Linked DNA regions of Mus musculus: region 2 is linked to region 1. A link is a contact called in public promoter capture Hi-C data. All regions are on one chromosome and are shown on one strand. The core of a region is the stretch at or near the end of the contact, and the rest is flanking DNA. Distances in the headings are between cores, read along the strand shown. Region 1 holds the start of Tnfaip2 (tumor necrosis factor, alpha-induced protein 2). Region 2 holds the start of Ckb (creatine kinase, brain).

What was found. Promoter capture Hi-C pulls out the DNA fragments that hold promoters and counts their contacts.
Region 2: a promoter capture Hi-C map of neural stem cells shows a contact between it and region 1. The contact joins the promoter of Ckb here to the promoter of Tnfaip2 in region 1. A contact is called at or near these places in 1 of 39 promoter capture datasets (neural stem cells), 3 of 115 datasets of contacts at active chromatin or transcription factors (T-cell acute lymphoblastic leukemia, embryonic stem cells and pancreatic cancer cells) and 1 of 9 other capture datasets (adipose tissue).

What each region holds. Positions count from the first base shown.
Region 1 is chr12:111,440,495-111,444,122 of GRCm38.p6, reverse strand. Tnfaip2 (tumor necrosis factor, alpha-induced protein 2) reads right to left here and starts at 1,462. Exons shown (of 12, transcript NM_009396.2): 1 at 1,440-1,462.
Region 2 is chr12:111,670,830-111,674,350 of GRCm38.p6, reverse strand. Ckb (creatine kinase, brain) reads left to right here and starts at 2,013. Exons shown (of 8, transcript NM_021273.4): 1 at 2,013-2,121; 2 at 2,378-2,585; 3 at 2,772-2,926; 4 at 3,004-3,136; 5 at 3,307-3,478. The coding sequence starts at 2,393.

The DNA of each region.
Region 1 (3,628 bases), core at 213-2,712:
AACATCTCCCTCAAAGGACTGGCTTTTCTCAGGCCTCCACATCCCTGACTGTGTGTGTGGATTGTCAGAGCAAGGAAGACCACCCGAGGAAGCAGGGCTAGCCTGGAGGGAGGGAGCAGGCAGGAGGAGGGCCTTTCTGGTAAACGGTGTGACCCATTACCAGGAGGTGGCTTCCCTGCCCCATCCTTCAAGGATAAAAACCCCAAGCTGTAGCTTCATTTCTTCAAAATGACCTGGCGTGATCCAGGAACAGCTCCCGGTAAGGCAAGTGGGAAGACCCACCATCACGAAGGAGAACCCCGGAAACTGCGGAGGGGAGGTGCTTGCCCAAACACAACACACTTTAAGGGCCCTTTCCCACACCATCTCCGCCTCCACCAGCTCAACTGCCCAGGTTCGGGATAGATTCCTGAGGGGCTTATCTCATAACTGGGGCATGGGTAAAGCACCCTGATTGGACAGAAAGCCTGGGCTCCTCTACCCCAGCTCTTATCATCCTCACCAGGTGCCCTGAGCAGAGAGAGCCCTCTCTCTCGTTAACCTCATGAGGCCTGAGATAGGGCCAGGCAGTTTTTAAAGCCTGTGCCAACCTATCCCACTCGCATGGCAAACACCCATAAGGGCTGGCCTGGCTGATGGAGCTGCTGACCTGAATGTCTGGCCCCAGTTGCCCTTCAGTGTCAGAGGCTATTGGTATAAAAGGGAGGAGCATCTGCGGGCTCAGCTACACTTCTCACCAGGATTAGGGCTAAACAACATTCTTCCTCAGTATGTCTCGGTTTTCCCGTTTGTAAAATGAGAACGAGCCCTCCCCTCACTCCTTTCTCAGTGCTGCTCAGAGGATGTGGCAAAATCAGAAGCCTGGCACTGGGTGGGCCTTAGAAAGCAAGTTCCCCTGTATCCCTGACTGCAGAGGGGAAAGGCAGCAGGAGTAATGAGATGCTGTTTAAAGCATCACCAAGCCGGGCCCGCAGAGGCACGAAGGGGTCTCAGAGACACATGGGAGGGCTGCATCTGGTGGCTGGATGGTGTCACCTCCCTCAATTCTAGACACCACAGAGAACCTCACTGATCTTGCAACTAACTTACTGACTCTTGCCCCACAAGAGATCATCCGGACAGGGAGTCCCGCGGGTGCTGGGACCTTCCTTTTGTAAACCCGAGACTCCCTCACTTTTGTCCCAGTCCCTACAACACTTAAGAAACTTTCGCTGCGCGCGGGGATTCCGGACCCTGGTGTGAGGGGCTCAGAGTAACGCCTGTAAGTCCCTAGCAGTGCGTATGCTGGAGGTCAAGGGACCTCGAAATATCCCGCCCGCGTCCCCTTGGCCACTCAGGGCCATTCCCCCGGCGAATCCTGTCCGACACTCTGTGTCAGGACTGGAAGGGAAGCTACGTAGAGCGGCAGGGACAGAGGCACAGCGGCAGAGGTCACTTACTGTGTCCAGGACAGGACGCCTTAGTCCCGACCCTGGAGGGGCCCTCCTAAAATAGTCGCAGGCTCCGCCCAGACTCTGCCTGCTCCACCAACCGCAACCGCGGAAAATCCGCTGGCGGACGCCTCGGCCCGGCGAGTCCAGTGTTGGGGGCGGGGCCGGGCCGGTAGAGAGAGGGGCGGGGTCACTTTGCTGTTCCCAATAGCCTGGAAAGAGTGGTCTTGATGTGCGTGCACAGGGAGCCACGAGTTCCGCTTAGCGGAGAGCTGTTGTCGCACCACGGTCTCTGATTGGCTACCTAGCAGGGGCGCACGCACAAAGCCTCTGTCCCGCGTCACACAGTCAGCACCTACTTAGGTCTGGGGAGTGCCCTCTTCCATCTCAACGCCTCTGCCAAGTGTTGTTACCGCTCTGAGCACCCCTGTGTCCTTGAAAGTCTGGAAGGAAAGCTTCCCGGAGGAGGTGTCCTAAGGCAGCTGGGCACACGACTGGTAGTGGGACCTCTCAAAACCTCTCATCACCAAGCCTTGAGTGATGGGGCCCATCTTCATCATTATCCTGAGGTTACACAGAAATGACAGACAGCCCTCACCTGAGCCTCCTTCTCCAGGGCTCCCAGTGACAAGATTTTCCAGGATGGGGCTGGGGGTGATCCTCAGCACTCCCTTCTGCGGGCCTTTTCTCGGGGGTCTTTTCTCGGGGGTCTTCCCACCTTGGGGAAGGTGGGGTTGTAGGCTAGTGTAGAAAGGGGAATTTCTGCCCTCTGGAAGATGGGCTCACTCAGGAATTTCCCTGCTAGACACCAGCTTCTTTTTTGCCTCTACTTGGAGCTCGGCTCCTCCCCATCTTTTGTTTGGGCCCTCTCTTCTTTCCCTGCCTGTCTAAGCACAGAGCTTTGAGGAAAGAGGGAAGGGCAGCTGAGTGGGTGGGTTATGTTAAGGGGTTGTCCCTGGAAACCCAGAACTTCCTCTTCCTCCTGGGGAGCAGTGGCCAAGTGCCAGGTTTAAGAAGACTCTCCTCCATCCTATACCATGGTAGGTTGTAGGAGGCAAGAACAGAAGGCTGCCGGGCGGGAGTGGTGCACACATTCAATCTCAGCACTTGGGAGGCAGAGCAGACAGATCTCTGAGTTTGAGGCCATCCTGGTCTACAGAGCAAGTTCCAGGTAGCCAGGGCTACGCAATGAGAGCCTGTCTCAAAACTCAAACCGCACGCTTCCTCTTCTCCCTGAGGTCCTAATGGGTGATATTTCTATTGAGCCTCCAGGGTCCAAGCTGGGTGTTGCCTCTGCTCCACAAGGGAAGACAAAGACCCTAGGACTGTACCCACAATCCCATCCAAATATAGAAAGAGGATGAGAACCCAGGCCTTCTACTTCCAGCCTTCTACCTCCTAGCGGCCTCTCGACACATCGTATGACCTCCCCAGAGTATCCAGCCTCCGCTCTATTGATCCAGCTCCAGATTTCAAACAGATAAGGAAATGGTTGGGAAACTCCACAGGTAGGATTGAGGGACAGAGGAGTCAGGCTTTCAAGAACCCACATCTGTTCAGAGCCTATGGGCTCTGTGGGACAGATGTTGGACTTCCATTCTTGCCCCATGGTGCCCACAGCAGCTTGCTCAGAGCATAGTCAGTAGAAGCCAATGCCACCCATCTTGCATGTCAGAGTTTAGGATGAGGGTCAAAGGTCCTCTGTGAATTTCCCAACACAAAGGAAATTTGAAAACAGGGCTATTTGGATAGCTGAGGGCCAAAGATCGGTTGATTCTCGGGGTCAGCGATAGTTTAACTATTTTTCATAGTCCCCCCCACACCCCCGCCCCAATCCAGCCAAGAAATGGATCCCACAGGATAGAAACATTGGATCAGCTTACCTGGTAAACTGCTATCCCAGCCCCGACTCTGGCACCTGAGAGTTGGTGCAGCAGCCAGGAGTAGGCTGGCAAAGGTTCCTAGCCCAGCACAGAAGCTCTGCTGGCCAGCACCTGGACAAGAGCCTGAGTGCCAGGATGACAGGCATGCACCATCACAGGCTCTCTCTCTCTCTCTCTCTCTCTCTCTCTCTCTCTCTCTCTCTCTCTGTTTGGTTTTCAAGACAGGGTTTCTCTGTGTAGCCTTGGCTGTCCTGGAACTAACTCTGTAGACCAGGCTGGCCTCGAACTCAGAAATCCACCTGTCTCTGCCTCCCA
Region 2 (3,521 bases), core at 764-3,263, 230 kb before region 1:
GGCAGAGGCAGGCAGGCAGTCTTTCTGCCCCGAGTTCTTCACTCCAGTCTTCTCCCCAGGCACCTGCACATTCTATCTCAGCCTGGAATTCCTGTCATACCTCACACAGTTCGCTCCTCCAGGCAGCCTGCCTCCACAGAAAGGCAGGGTCCCTGTGCCTCCTGTGCACTTTTTGTTGCACGTTCCTTGCATCTAGCACCTCATGTGTGGCTGGAGGCTCAGGGGGAGCAGTCTCCCTCAAAGCCATCTTCAGCTTCTTTTCCTCTGGGGCGTAAGTGTGCCATTAGTTCTCTGAAGCTAGGCTTTGGACTGCAATCCCTCAGAGCAGGATGGAGCATGCCTTTAAGTCCACAAGTGGATAAACAGAGGCAGGCAGAGCTCTGAGACCTGCTTGGTCTACAAAGTGAGTTCCAAGGCTAGAGAGAGAAACTGTCAAAGACAAATGACTGAAGATATTCTGTCAAACATGCAAGGATGAAGGCTTCTCTTGTTCTTGCTTTATTAGCCCAGGAGTGAGTGAGTGGCTGTGAGTGAACATTAAATATGAAAGCACAGATACTGATTTTTTTTTGAGACAGGGCTGTTCTGGACTCTCTTTTTAGAGGAAGGATCTGCCTGAGGGATCTCACAGAGATCTGCTTGTCTCTGCCTTCCTCGTGCTTGGATTGAAAGGGTGTGCTGCAGCTGGACGTGGTGGCCCATGCCTTTAATCCCAGCACTTGTGAGGCAGAGGCAGGCGAATTTCTGAGTTCGAGGCCAGCCTGGTCTACAGAGTGAGTTCCAGGACAGCCAGGGCTACACAGAGAAACCCTGTCTTAAACAAACAAACAAACCAAAAAAGAAAAAGAAAAAAAGAAAGGGTGTGCCGCCACGCAGGACCTCACCTCTCTATTTGTATCAACTGCACCATCTACCACACTTTTCTACCCACGACCATTCCCTAATGAGCATCAGATCGAATCCAAACTTTCTCCCTCTACACGTTTCCTGATCTGTTTGTAGAGAAGGGACACCGTCTTTCTGTAGGCTGCATTCCTAGAAGTGGGAATGCTAGGTCATAGAGCAATTTAAAAATTTTTTAACAAATACTGCCAAATTACTTTCCAGAAAAAGATGAAGCTGCTGGCAGCTGCAGCAGGCAAGGTGCGAACGCCTATCTTCACACATTCCAATTCACACCTGGCACTGGCTGTGGTCAAATTCCAGGTTTCCCCTGTGTGTGTGTGTGGGGGGGGGTGGCACGGGGAGAGAGACTGTTTCAATGTGTTGGATCTGATTAATGAGCTTAATTTTGACTGGTGCTTCCTCCACCCCCAGTTTGCCTGCCGGTGTTGGGGAGTTCTTTGTGGGTGCGGTGGTAGAAACCGGTCCCCCGAGAAAAGGGACAGGAGATGAGAATTTGGAGATTCAAAAACAGTCTCTAGGAACTAAATGTCTTGAATCTTTCAGGGTCTGGGTCCAAGGGTCTTGGCGGTGTTCCTTAGAGCCCGCCCAAGGTCAGAACACCCTGGGTGCTTCCGGGCGGGACCTCAGCCAGACTGCGCCTCTGGTGTTGCACCAAGAACACCCAGGAGATGCCCGCAGGCACCTTGAGGAAGGTCGGCGGCTCTGTGGCTCTTGAGGATATGGCCTGGATGCGGTGTTTGGATGCTGTACCCAATGTTAAAAACCTGGACTCTCACCATGACCCTCTCTACAACGCAGTCGGCCTGAGGAGACAGGGAAGGCAGGAGCCTCAAGTGCCATCTGGCTTCCCAGACTCAGTTTCCTGCCCCCGGCAGTGTGTGTGAAGCAGGTCTAGGATATCTATGGCTCTGGGGTTTCGTCTTAGGGATCCTGTGCGAGCACCACCGGGGTGGCCAAACTGCGCAGCGGGGTCGAGACTTGGGGACCGCTAGGGTGGGCCGCTGGGGGTGTCAAGGGCTGCTGCCTCGGACAAAGCGGCGGCACCACCCCAAAGCGCGGACCAATGGAATGAATGGGCTATAAATAGCCGCCAATGGGAGGCCGGCGACGCGCCCCTTAAGAGCTCAGGGAGCAGCGAGCAGCCGTCGTTCTTCTGCGCTGCGCCAGGAGCTGCAAGCACAGGCATCCATCGCCCCTGCTTCGTCCGGCATCCCGGTGAGCGGGTCCAAGGGCCAGGGGTATAGTCCTGCGGGGCTCTACGCTGTGGGGTGCGGGACCGGGGCATCACGCGCAGCCTCGCTGCCGGGAGCGCTCATCGGACCCGCCCGGGAACTTGGGATGCGCTGGACTCTGACGATGCAGACCTCGCTGACCTTGGTGGCGTCCAGGGAAAGTCTCGGGGGTCCCAAGTGGTTTGCAGGTCCCTGGCGGCCGGTGTTTAAATCTCCTCTGACCCCGCTCTTCCCTGCAGCCCGCTGCCGCCGCCATGCCCTTCTCCAACAGCCATAATACGCAGAAGCTGCGCTTCCCGGCCGAGGATGAGTTCCCTGATCTGAGCAGCCACAACAACCATATGGCCAAGGTGCTGACCCCGGAGCTGTACGCCGAGCTCCGTGCCAAGTGCACGCCGAGCGGCTTTACTTTGGACGACGCCATTCAGACTGGCGTAGACAATCCGGGTATGCACACCCCTGTAGCGTCAGGCTTCCGCCTCCCCAAGAAGCCCCCCGGGCAAGGATCCCACTGCTCTTCCCTGAACCTTCGGTGGGCTGGGGTCCCCTGTTCCCCTCTCCGCGCTTAGCCTTAAGAGCCTCGGCTTGCTCCTGCCTGACGGTGACGTCACTGTCGCCGCGCCCCTCCTCCAGGCCACCCGTACATCATGACTGTGGGTGCAGTGGCGGGCGACGAGGAGAGTTACGACGTATTCAAGGACCTCTTCGACCCCATTATTGAGGAGCGGCACGGCGGCTACCAGCCCAGTGATGAGCACAAGACCGACCTCAACCCAGACAACCTGCAGGTGCGGGGAATCAGGGTCCGGGCGTGCTGGGGAGAGGGGTCTCGGCGCTCACTCTAGCCACCACCTTGTATTCCCAGGGTGGCGATGACCTGGACCCCAACTACGTGCTGAGCTCGCGAGTGCGCACAGGCCGCAGCATCCGCGGCTTCTGTCTCCCCCCGCACTGCAGCCGCGGGGAGCGCCGCGCCATCGAGAAGCTGGCAGTAGAAGGTAGGGGTCGGGTAACAGCCTCCAGAGCTGCTGCGCTCTTCTCTGCGCGCGCGTTCCCACTGGGGACTGAGGGTCGAAGACCCACCTTCGCCCGCGGGGACACACTGCTGCAGGCGGGGCGGCGGGCTTGCTCGCCCGCCCACCCTGTCCTTGAACTCTGCACTCCGCAGCTCTGTCCAGCCTAGATGGCGACCTGTCTGGCAGGTACTACGCGCTCAAGAGCATGACTGAGGCGGAGCAGCAGCAGCTCATTGACGACCACTTCCTCTTCGATAAGCCTGTGTCGCCTCTGCTGCTGGCCTCCGGCATGGCCCGGGACTGGCCGGATGCTCGTGGCATATGGTACGAGCCCCCCCCCCCCCCCAGTCCCTAGAAGGTGGGGCCT